Linked DNA regions of Zea mays: region 1 is linked to region 2. Evidence: chromatin contacts called from public Hi-C data. All regions are on one chromosome and are shown on one strand. The core of a region is the stretch at or near the end of the contact, and the rest is flanking DNA. Distances in the headings are between cores, read along the strand shown. Region 1 holds the start of LOC100384434 (Calcium-dependent lipid-binding (CaLB domain) family protein). Region 2 holds the start of LOC100272866 (Spermidine synthase 2).

Evidence for each region. A called contact is a pair of places that touch in the nucleus more often than the background predicts.
Region 1: a contact with region 2 is called in a Hi-C map of seedling, with 5 times the contacts expected there. The contact joins the promoter of LOC100384434 here to the promoter of LOC100272866 in region 2. A contact is called at or near these places in 13 of 25 Hi-C or Micro-C datasets (bundle sheath, ear, endosperm and 5 more) and 1 of 3 datasets of contacts at active chromatin or transcription factors (seedling).

Annotation. Positions count from the first base shown.
Region 1 is chr7:35,158,931-35,165,340 of Zm-B73-REFERENCE-NAM-5.0, forward strand. LOC100384434 (Calcium-dependent lipid-binding (CaLB domain) family protein) reads left to right here and starts at 3,195. Exons shown (of 11, transcript NM_001176971.1): 1 at 3,195-3,496; 2 at 3,657-3,758. The coding sequence starts at 3,392.
Region 2 is chr7:34,975,109-34,981,475 of Zm-B73-REFERENCE-NAM-5.0, forward strand. It overlaps LOC100272866 (Spermidine synthase 2), which reads right to left and starts at 2,475. Exons shown (of 9, transcript NM_001147319.1): 1 at 2,142-2,475; 2 at 1,887-1,963; 3 at 1,673-1,795; 4 at 681-785; 5 at 166-238. The coding sequence starts at 2,301. LOC103633816 reads left to right here and starts at 4,536. Exons shown (of 7, transcript XM_008655492.1): 1 at 4,536-4,645; 2 at 5,901-6,180; 3 at 6,289-6,367. The coding sequence starts at 4,536.

The DNA.
Region 1 (6,410 bases), core at 1,945-4,444, 180 kb after region 2:
GAGCAAGTAGTATTTTCAAAATTGATGTCTTAAAACCCTCTTGAACACTAAGAGGAGAATTTATTTGAGGAGGAGTTTTGTTTAGTCAAAGGAAAAGCATTTTAAGACAAAGGGAGAAAATTTCAAATTTGAAAATGCTTCGCAAAAATCTTATTCATTTACCTTTGACTATTTGCAAAAGAACTTTGAAAAGGATTTACAAAAAGAATTTGCAAAAACAAAACATGTGGTGCAAGCGTGGTCCAAAATGTTAAAAACGAAGAAACGATCCATGCATATCTTGTAAGTATTTATATTGGCTCAATTCCAAGCAACCTTTGCACTCACATTATGCAAACTAGTTCAATTATGCATTTTTACATTTGCTTTGATTTGTGTTGGCATCAATCACCAAAAAGGGGGAGATTGAAAGGGAATTAGGCTTACACCTAGTTCCTAAATAATTTTGGTGGTTGAATTGCCCAACACAAATAATTGGACTAACTAGTTTGCTCTAGTGTACAAGTTATATAGGTGCCAAAGGTTCACACTTAGCCAATAAAAATACCAAGTATTGGGTTCGACAAAAGAGCAAAGGGACAACCGAAGGCACCTCTGGTCTGGCGCACCGGACTGTCCGGTGTGCCACCGGACATGTCCGGTGCACCAGAGGACTCCCACTCCGAACTGCTCACCTTCGGGAATTTCCAGAGGCAACTCCGCTATAATTCACCGGACTGTCCGGTGTACACCGGACATGTCCGGTGCTCCAAGGAAGAGCGGCCTCCGGAACTCGCCAGCCTCGGGAATTCACTTCAGCTGCTTTGCTAAAATTCACCGGACTGTCCGGTGTACACCGGACTGTCCGGTGCAACAGCGAGGCAACGGCTACTTCAGGCGCCAACGGCTACCTGCGACGCAATAAATGCGCGCCAGCGCGCGCAGAGGTCAGGCACGCCCATGCTGGCGCACCGGACACTCTACAGTACATGTCCGGTGCGCCACCGGACATCCAGGCGGGCCCAGAAGTCAGAGCTCCAACGGTCGAATCCCAACGGTTTTGGTGACGTGGCTGTCGCACCGGACATGTCCGGTGTGCACCGGACTGTCCGGTGCGCCATCGAACAGACAGCCTTACCAAACGGCTAGTTTGGTGGTTGGGGCTATAAATACCCCCAACCACCCACCATTCATTGCATCCAAGTTTTCCACTTCCCAACTACTTACAAGAGCTCTAGCACTCAATTCTAGACACACCAAAGAGATCAAATCCTCTCCAAATTCCACACAACGCCCTAGTGATTAGAGAGAGAGATTTGCTTGTGTTCTTTCGAGCTCTTGCGCTTGGATTGCTTTCTTCTTTCTTGATTCTTCATTGCGATCAAACTCACTTGTAATTAAGGCAAGAGACACCAATCTTGTGGTGGTCCTTGTGGGAACTTTGTGTTCCAAGTGATTGAGAAGAGAAAGCTCACTCGGTCCGAGGGACCGTTTGAGAGAGGGTAAGGGTTGAAAGAGACCCGGCCTTTGTGGCCTCCTCAACGGGGAGTAGGTTTGAGAGAACCGAACCTCGGTAAAACAAATCCGCGTGTCTCACTTCATTATTCGCTTGCGATTTGTTTTGCGCCCTCTCTCGCGGACTCGATTATATTTCTAACACTAACCCGGCTTGTAGTTGTGATTATTTTTGAGAATTTCAGTTTCGCCCTATTCACCCCCCTCTAGGCGACTTTCACAAGGGGTACATCATTACCCTACCCCTAGCTAGCTCAGGCTACGGGGGAACAAGACCGGCGTCCCATCCAGGCTCGCACCGGTAACAAGTAATGATGGCTCCCCGCGTGCGTCCATGACGACGGTGGCTCTCAGCCCCTTACGGAAGCAAGGAGACGTCAACAAGGTCCCAACTGCCCCGACAGCTGTGCTTCTATAGGGCTCAAACGCTCCTCCGACGGCCACGACACCACATACACAGGGCTCTAGCACCTCTCCGACAGCCACGTTGGCATGTACATAGGGCTCTGGCTCCTCTCTGCCGGACACGTTAGCATATTGCTACACCCCTATTGTACACCTGGACCCTCTCCTTGCATCTATAAAAGGAAGGGCCAGGGCCCTCATACGAGGGGGTGGTCGCGCGGGACTCCCTCTCTCCATCGCGAACGCTTGTAACCCCTACTGCAAGCGCACCCACTCTGGCGCAGGATAACACGAGCCGCGGTTTTCCCCCCTTCGTGTTCCATCTCGCGCCAACCCATCTGGACTGGGACACACAGCGACAATTTTACTCGTCGGTCCAGGGACCCCCCGGGGTCGAAACGCCGACAATTTTACATATCAACAACTATCTTCTTGTCTACTAGAACTAAATTTAAATTATAGATTTTTATAATCCTCAAGAAAAACTGCAAAACTTGTTTTATACTGTAACAATGTATGGATAATATGAAAAATTAAAGTTATATGACATATTTGTGGCTAATATTTTGTATTTTAAATGAAAGAAAAACCTATCAAAATTACATTTTAACTATATGCATGTTCAATAGGACATTGTCATAGTATTATCAGTATATTAACTCATATTATGGATGCCATATTGCCATGGTTATCATAATGATTTATATCTATTATAAAAATTAAGAATAAAGCATAAGTAGATATATAAGATGTAACATTCATGCTCTCGTTTATAACGAATGTGCGTTGACGTTTTTATCTCATTAAAAAACACATACAAATATACTTCCACCATTCCCAAATAAAATGTTTTTTAGAGTTATTTTAAGTTTAGCTAAATTTATAGAATAGAGCGTTCGGAACTAAACTAGTAACATTAGGTAGATTAGCATATCACATTTATATTTTTCGTAAATATGATTAATATAAAGGTGTTTAATTCAATATAATTTTGAAATTTGATTTATGTAGGAGGAGATATTACTTGCTAGTAAAACAAAAAGCAAAAAGATCCAGATCACGTGCCCCCAGCGGCCCAGCCCCCTCCGAATCCGGATCCCCACAGCCGCGGACACGACACGCCGTGCCCGTGCTATTCTCCCGCTGTCGACTCTTTGGTCTGTCCTAAATCAACCCATTTTCCCTCCGCCCAGATCGCTGTGAAGTTGACCCCGCTTCCCTCCCAGCTCAGCGACCTCCTTGCCGATTACGAGTGCCGTGTGTGCCCCGCTCCAGTAAGCCAACAGCTCATTCCTCCTCACCACGCTGCTCGTTACTAACCAAGCAATCAATTTCCTCCTCTTTCCATTCTCCCAGCCACAAATCGATCGGAAACGCACGCCCCTTTCTCTTCGCCTTTTCGCGTCGTCCAGATCTCAGTCGTTCTTCGCTCCATGAGCTAGGAATCCGAGGTGTCCTCTAGGCTAAGCGAAGTTGGCCGGCGGCGGCTAGGATGGGGTTGATATCCGGGATGATGATGGGGGTCATTGTTGGCGTCGCCATCATGGCCGGCTGGAGCCGCGTCATGCGCCGACGCAGCACGAAGCGCATCGCCAAGGTGAGTTGGTTAGGGTTGTGCCGCTGCGAGCAGACTGTAATAAGCCTCGCCCCGTTCTCGCTACACCGTGGAGTTGGATCGTTCAATTCAGGACTAACTGTGAGGCTTGGTCTTTGTCGGATTTGAGTTTCGTTGCGTGTCTCTCTCTTCCTTGCTGTAGGCTGCGGATATCAAGGTGCTTGGGTCTCTCAGCAGGGACGACCTCAGGAAGCTGTGCGGTGATAACTTCCCGGAGTGGATATCCTTCCCGCAGTTTGAGCAGGTTGGCAGCACTTCCACTACCAAAATGTCCGCACCCCTTGCCTTTAGTTCAGTCATTCTGGCGTGGTGTTTCATGTCTATCGTCTCGTGTTTGTGACCTCACTCCTGGATTCACAAGTGGTAAACTGTAGGAAGTTAACTGTAGTTGTTCGAATGAATAGTTTAACAGTAGTTGGGGTCTCACAGAGCGAGTCTTTGACAGCCTAACCCTTGCCAAATTTAGCACAAGTGGAGACACTTGGCTAACTGTGTAGATGTGGGGTTATCTAAGTCTTAGTTTGTAGTTGACTGGATCAAATGTGATATTGAGTCCGGGAGGGCTTGAGTTGAGCGCAATTGATGCATTAGGGTAGCAATATGTTGCAGCACAGCAGCCAATAGTGCTGGTTTGAACACCTTGGGGACTATTTGTGGCTGCTGTCAATTTGATGCACATGCATGGTAGGTTCAGCAGCTACTGGTGCCGTGATTCTGTAATAGGGATGGGGCACTATCAGCATACCCAACGGTGAAACAGAGCTAAAGTACTCTCTTTTAGATCTAATTGCATAATAGTAACTGCTAAATTCTATCCACCGATGTATACAAAAAGGTAGACTGAAGATGCATAGTTGATAGGAAAGTTGTGCATCATCCATAATGGTACATAAATACTAGGAAAATATGATATATTCATTAGAAAAAAATCAAATGTTCTACATCTGCTATGGATTTTTATTTTTATCGGAATAAAATAACTGCACCATCAACTCTTCTTATACCTTCCCAAAATATTCTCTGCCAATATTATTGGCATGCTGAGATATGTGAACTTGGCTGATAGAAGCTCTTTGTATATATATTAATGGCCCGGCCAGCTTGTACTTGACATGTTGACCATGTAACTCTTGTAAACAATTTTTTAATGATACTAGCACTGAAACATGACGATGAAACTGCAGACACTTGGTAGGCATGCATTGACGAGTCATGTACTTGTGTGATCTGCACAGTAGTGGCTACCTGGTTGTCCATGATTAAGAGCCCCAGTGGTCAGTGATGAGAAGAGTTGATGCAAGGTCCATATGCATCCAGTGTTTGGGGTTAGGATGTTTGGCGTTCAGCTAATGGATGTAGGCTGTCAGTGGGATGGATGTAGTAGTGGGCAAGGAGAAAGCTTTTACCTAGCCTAAGCTCTCATTATTTTTTGGGGGTAGATATGGAGGTGGAGGGGTATTCTTTGTTTGATTTTCCTTCCCTAGTTTTATTTTTGACACCTTCACAGCTTAGTGTATACATATTACATGACCTTATGTGATTGATCAAAAGACTTTGATGCTGAACATTCAGCAAACCTAGCTGCTTCGTGTTTCCTTTCATGAAGTGATTGCTTATAATTCATAAAAGACATAAAAGGGTAAACCTATCGTTCGTTGCTAGTTTCCTTTCTTCATAGGGAGGTTCTTTCCAAAGTTCTTAGGAGTGTAACCATGGAAGTTGGAAGAGCAATACAAGCTAATTGTTAGTTTATGTTGTTCCGTGATTTATCCTATTTTTTTTAGAATGCGCAGGAGAACTGCGTTACAATATATATTAAGAAGGAAGGTAACAAGGTCTAAGAAGACCCAAAAATACAAACCAAGAGACTCCTTACGGAGGCCAGACACATGCATAAAGAAGGGATCCATGGGAACAGGTTCACCACCCAACAAAACAAAACAGCAGCCCTCAGGAACCAGGCAGGGGGGCTGCCAGGAAGGATAGACCCTTGGCCCCTGCAACTTCCCATCGGCTCCTTTCTTCATCCGCCTGTCTGAGGATTAGAGACAGGTTGGGAGAACCATTATCAAAAACACACCTATTACGGTGTTTCCAAACCGACCAGGCCCCTAAGATGATGAGGGAATCAAGACCTTTCTTGGTGAGTCCATTCACTGTCTCAGAGGCTTCTTCCCACCATTCCAAAAAGGAACTGGTACCTGGCTTCAGGGCTAGTACCAAATTTTCTCAGCACCTTGTACCAAAACACCCTTGTAAAAACACACGAGACAAGCAGTTGATTTAAAGATTCGGACTCCTGATCACACAGAGGACATTTGCTTGGGTGAGGTAAACCTCTCTTGGCTAGTCTATCAGCTGCCCAACACCTGTTCTGCCAGCCAAATGAAAAAGCGACATTTTGATGGGGCCCATGATTTCCACACCGTTTTGTAATGCCCGAACAAAGTTGAGCCCAGGCAGATTTGGCTGAATATCTGACGTCTGGAGCAATGCTAAAAATGTGCTTATCCTCCCTGCCAGGTTGTAACTCATAACCAGAAAGAATTTCCCAGAGGTGGAGGTAGTCTGTTATAGCTCCGACAGTGAGAGCCTCTTTGGTGTCACAAATCCATCTTCTATTCTCTAAGGTCTCTTGGACAGTTCTTTTGCTAACAATTCTTTTAGGAATTATGGCGAACAGCCGAGGGGCCAAGTCAGAGATTCTTTCTCCCTGCAGCTACTTATCTGTCCAGAACATGGTGTTTGCTCCATCACCAACCACAGAGACAAGGACCCTGGAAAAGAAAGCCCGAGCCTTAGCAGGCACCTGAATAGGCAACCCAGACCAAGAGCGTATAGTATCAGTTTTTTGCAGCCATAGCCACCTCATTCTGAGAGCCCAACAGAGCTCCTG
Region 2 (6,367 bases), core at 1,225-3,724:
AGTTGAAGTGCTGAAACCAGAAGTTGTATATCCTATATGTATTGATTGTAATAAAGTTCAAGCTACATTTGAATCAGGGGCAAATAAGGCTCAGATGTTGCCTACAAACAAATATTATGCAAAACAAAACAAAAAACTTGGCAAGCAGAGAAACACGGTACTAACCATCTCCAATGTGTAATGACACACGAGGGTCTTCAAATCCAACAGCTAGATGAGGGAAAAATTGCTTGGAGACCTGCACAATGGAACAGACAATTTAAAAAAAAGTACACAAGAGACAAACCATTGAAAAGGTTATATAACTGTTAAGACAGCACATAGTATTATTTCAGGGGTCAGAGAAAGAATAGCACAGATTACTAACACAAAATGTAGTAGTATCAAAATACGAAAATGAATGAATTTTAGAAATTGAATAAGGCATAGCAGGAGCAGCTAACATCACAGTCGAAAAATCAAGTGATATTAGTAAAATCAATTGTAGACCTAAACTTGAAGGTAGATGAAGACATGTAAACCAAACTATTGGCGTTCATACAAGTCTAAAAGAAAGCAAATGCTCTCAAACATCTAAAAGCCCTTAATACACAACCACTGAAATGCATCAGTTACTAAATAAAACATAATACCAGTGGTCACTGCATAGTATTGTCCGAATACAGGAAGAGAGATCTTACATCTACCACCATCTTATCAATTTCACAGATGTCAATCTGCTCCACAGAGATATGCCGTGAAACCTCACGCAAAACACCACCATCCCCCCCTCCAATAACCAACACCTGTGCATCATGAAACAATTTAACGTTACATCCAATAAATTTTAGAAACTAGACATTCATCTGTATACATATTCATCATTTTGAAAAGTACAAATACCTAAATTCACCTAATTAATAAACTTGGCAGTGCAATTGCATCCTAATAAATTTTGCTGCATGTTTCTTCAGGCATTACAAGTTCAAACAAATTATAAGTCAAAACTGTATGAAGTAACCAATGACCTATTCTTAAAGATGTTTAAATTGATGCAAATAGCATCGGAGTACACCTTTTAATGCTAAATGTACCATAGCATGTATGCTATTATCGTTAGATATGATGCCAGCAAGTATTTCAAATTTTCTCAGCAATAATATTATAAGCTACTAATTGCAGTTTTGGTTCGTTTTTTTTTTTTGGCATAAAAAACAAATGAAGGGTACATTCTGCTAAATAACTGTATGAGTCCAATAAAGATGCTTAGGCAAGGTACAAATCAAGGTTATTAAAACAATAAAACGTCGAAACACTCATGGGTTCAGTTTTGACTTTTAAACGTTTAAACTTTTGTTTAAACGTAGTTTTAAACAACATATGAAAAATACCAATATATCATAATTTCAGACAATAACATGAAGTTAAATACCAAAACAGAGAGGTTAGTGGCTTACCAAAACTTCACACATGAACCGGATTGGACCCAAAAGTAACTAACAGACTAGGCCCAAAAATATCTAATGGTCTAAAACGCATGAAACACTGTGTTCTACAGTTCAGAACGCCAAAATGCCAAAACGCGGTTTCAACCTCTAATTAGAGTTTTGACGTTTAAACGTAGTTTAAACGTTGTTTAAACGTAGTTTTAATAACACTGGTACAAATAGCCAAAAAGGGTCATCTCATATACCTTCTTGGGGTCTTTGATGGAGCAAAGGGGCAGGTGAGTAATCATCTCTTGGTACGCGCACTCATCCCTCTCTGTCACCTGAATAACTCCGTCGAGGACAAGCACCTTCCCGTACGTGGAGGACTATAACGCAAAACAGAAAGGCAACAGGATCATGTCCCACCGAAGAATTGCGAAGTGGCTTGGGTGCAAGCAAAAGGCAATAACAATTTACCTGAAAAACCATCACATTTTGGTAGTCTGACTTGCCCTGGAACAGAACCTTCTCCACCTTCAAGGAGTGCGCCTCACCTACCATTTCGACACCGAAACCGACCCATGAGCAAGGGCAAACACACGTGGTTGGCGTGACCCTGACCCCGCAGTGACTAAAGAAGAATATCCGAAGTAAAAAGTGCGCTCAACAGAACAGGGGGAGCATGACGATGCGCAGCGCAGCGCAGCAGAGGACGGAAAACAGGGGACGCACCGGGCCACATGGGGCTGATCTCGGAGAACCATCCTGGGATGACGGCGGAGATTCCCGCCTGCTCGCCAGCACCGGCGACCACCGCCTCGGCCCCCGCCACCGGCGCGGTGGCGTCCTCCCCGCCCTCCCGCGCCCTCTTGGCCGCCGCCTCGGCCTCCATCGTGAAACCCTGAGCGCGCGAGGGAGGAACGGAGAAAGAAAGCCCGAGGAGCTCTCGGTGGGTGTGCGCGCGGCTGGCGGCGTCTAGGGAGGACTTCTGGAGTTGGGAGGTGGGAAGCAGCGCTCGCAGCCGCGGCCTTGAGATTAGGGCTGCTTTCCCGGATGCCCGGATTCCGTTCCGTGTGTGTACTGTGTAGTAGCTTTTGGGAGGGTTTTGGCCTTTTGGGTTCCTCGCCGCGGCCGTATGTGGAGGGCAAGCGGCGCCTCACTGTCCGGTAGGGCCTCCGCTCTGCGGCCGAGTGCCGGATGCTTTATATTCTGCGAGAACAGGTGTGGCCGTATGGGGATGGGCCGATGCGGCCCCGCCTTCCTCCCACTTGCGCACTGCTTTTTATTTATTTTATCTTTATTCGATTCCATGATTCCGGGCTGATTGACGTGCCACGTGATTTACGTGTTTGTCTCTCGTATTGATCGGAGGGATGTTATCATCATCGAAAACATATTATTCATATTTTTATTCGGATTTAAATTTAAATATGAATAACTTCGAATACGAATGCATATACAAATATATGAATATTTTCGGATGCAAATACGGATAATCGTGTGTCGAATACGGAACTAGTCGGATATGGATAACGTTGGTAACAGATTTTTTTTCGGATACTGTGTAAGACATCATTTCACACAGCATTGTTGTTGTAATCGTTTAGCCACTACTTGAGTCCAAACATTTTTTAGAATTATATATGGATATATGTTGTGCCTTTATAAAATTTCATGAAATGGTAAGGCTATTAGTGTATTATTAATTTCTTTCTACATAAAATCATCAAAATACAATTAAATTCATAAAATATTCTGGTTTCGATAGAAAATTGCAAATAACTTACCAAGACTAATAAATATTCTATAAGAAGGTAACTTTAAGTCCCTACGTAAAAATGATAAAGTGAAGTATTAATTATGTTAAAACATGGATACTTAGAGTCATCTGACGTGTAACTCACACAACAAATGGAAGGTAAATGGAAACAATGTTGGCATCTTGTGAATTTATGTTCCAAACATTTTTTAGGATTGTATGTGGACATATGTTGTGACTCCGTAAAATTTCATAAATTTCAGAATCTATTTGTGTATTTCAATTTCGTTTCGCAAAAAAATCATTAAATTTATTAAATTCATAAATTATTCTAACTTCGTCAAAAAATACAAATAAGTTACCAAGACTAATAAACATTATATAATAAGATAACCTCAAGTCCCCATATGAAAATGATAAAGTGGAGTATTGAATATGTAGAAACTTAGATACTTAGACTGTCTCCAGCAACGTCCTCTATATACATCATCTATATCCGTCATTTACAGTCTTCTCTAAAAGATTTCATCTCCTATATCTACTTTCTCTCCAACAACGTCCTCTAAATCACGTCCTCTATATGTAAATACCTATATTAAAGATATTTTTTATTTTTTAATTTTTGTACATACGTATTTATCATACTCTCAAATGTATTGTACATATTTTAGTTTTATTAAACTGGTTGTTTAAAGTATTCAAATAGATAGAGAACCGTTTAGAGAAACTCTACATGTAAATGATTCAGCAGCGTTCTCTAAATTTAGAGGGCCGTTTAGAGGACGTTGCTGGAGGGAGTAGATGACGTCCTCGTCCTCTAAATTTAGAGTACATGACCCTTTAGAGCTCATTGTTGGAGATAGTCTTAGATTGATTTCACATGTAACTCACGTAACAAGTGGAAGTGAAATAGAAAAACGATGGCATATTATGAATTTTATGGTTCAAACATTTTTTAGAAATATATATATGGACATATGTTACACATTCGTACACTTTCATGAAGTTTTAGGTTATTTGTGTATTATTATTATTATTTCTTCAAAACCCGTCAAAACGCACACAAGCACACAGCTATCCGAAATAGATATTCGGATATCTAAAATCCATCGGATATCAGTCATCCCATATTCGTATCTGATATCCAAACTATACTATCCAGATCTGAATATGAAATTTGGGTATGTTGTGGATATCCGAAAAAACTATTCAACTGGATAATTTGCCTCTTCGGACGATCGGTTGCTTGGATAATATCCATGTCTTTTACACCCCTACTAGTGTTGCTTGTTGCTGACCGGCCGAACGACCAAGGATGATGTTGTGTCTTCCTTCCTAGGGATGGCAATGGGTTGAGTTCGAGTCAGATGGAGCAAAAACCCGCCCGCGGTCGCATCCGTGAAGCTTATCAAAACCCACCTGCGATCGAAACTTTGGGTGAAATTCCAAAGCCACACCCAAACACGTCGGGTTTCGGGTAGGTTTCGTGTCACACGCAGGTTTTACCCGGTGTACATTTTAAACAGTAATTTAGCTATAAGCGATTAAGTAATATCAATAATTAAGTTATATCTAATTATTTTAAGCCCTCTCATGATGAGCACCAACAAAACCATATATGAATCATTCTGCAAGATACTTATTCAAAATAATTACTATTATATTTTAATCATTTTTGCGCAAAATAAAGAATGAACTGATTTCGGGTCGGGTGCGGGTCACCCGCGGGTTGAAATAAAAACTCGTACCCGCAGCCACAAAACTTCGGGTCAGGTGCAAGTTGCACCAGTGGGTCGAAATCTTCACCCATAGCCACACCCATCGAGTCGGGTGAGGGGATGAGCACCTCTGTTCTATTCTGGCACGTCATGTTACCCTCAGTCTCGATAACCCCAGCCGCTTACGATGAGGGTTGTGGTTGTTGTAGTGATCGTGCGCTGCACGGGGTTTCTCGACTATCAACGTCTTCGCTCACACCTCTTTTGTCTAGTAGAGCATCTCCAACCTACTCTTAATACTTGCACGCCCAGCCTTGGCTCTCAATTTATGTATGTTTGCAAAACAAAGGTATTCAAGCGAAAAGATATGTTGATGGCAAAGTGCTTCCTATTCATTTTCTTTTAATGAGAGCTCTCAGTTGCCTACGTCCTCCATTACCATTCTTCCCAAAGAATTATGAAATTGGATCTTTATCTATTATGAACTTAGTGGTTGTGGTACCATTCATCGAATTGGTGCCCTTAATAGCAGTGAGTTGAGAAGGTGAGGATGTTCATCACTTGTTTCCCATTGATGTATGAATCAAAAACAAGGCAACACAATCTTAAAAAGTAGAAGCCTTCGTCCTTGAACTGTTATCTCTTTGGGATAACTATTCAAGAACGAAGGTTGAGTGTAATCGAATGTAATACACAAAAGTATGACGAAGTAAGATACGAGAAATCATCTCATGTGTCATAGCATTTCATTTCCCTTCTCATACAAAACAAGATTACACAATCATACCTTTGGCTTCTTGATGCAATATAGCACCAAGGTGTTTCGGAGGTTGAGCTATGCGAAGCTGTAGCACCTAGTTAAAGGCACTTTATGCATGGTATTGTTCATCTATCTATACTACCTATTAAGGCTCTAAGGGGTAGGCTGCCTCTGCTTGTTCTGCCTTCCGACGATCTCAACCGTCCAATACACTTTAGAGTCTCTCAGCCGTCCGATGCGTCCGATGTGCGCAGTCTCACCCCCACGCATCGCCCCGCCCCCATCGTCCAACCGTGCGAGCACCCCATCGTCCCGCCGCCTCCTGCCCCCCTTCTCCGCACATCGTCCCGCCGCCTCCTGCCCCCCCTCCTCCGCACGAGCCGCAGCCGGCCCCCGCAGACCGCGTGCGTGCTCTCTCTCCCCTCCTCCCCCTCCCTCTCTCCGTGCGACGACTGGGTGGGCTACCGCCGCCCTACGCAAGGTGCCGAGAACTTCGCCGATATCTGCGCCGGAGAAGAGCGCCCACCAGATCAGGTATTCCCACCCCTCGTCCCGTACTCTAACCTCAAGCTATTTGGCTATCTGATGCCTACGAACTTCGAACTAACTGCTCACAACCAAAACCTTATCTCAAACAAACAGGCGCTTGGAAGGCGCGCTGGCCGGTGGATGACGATGGCGGGTGGCGGGGGACTGAACCGGTCTTCATCGAGGGGGCAGC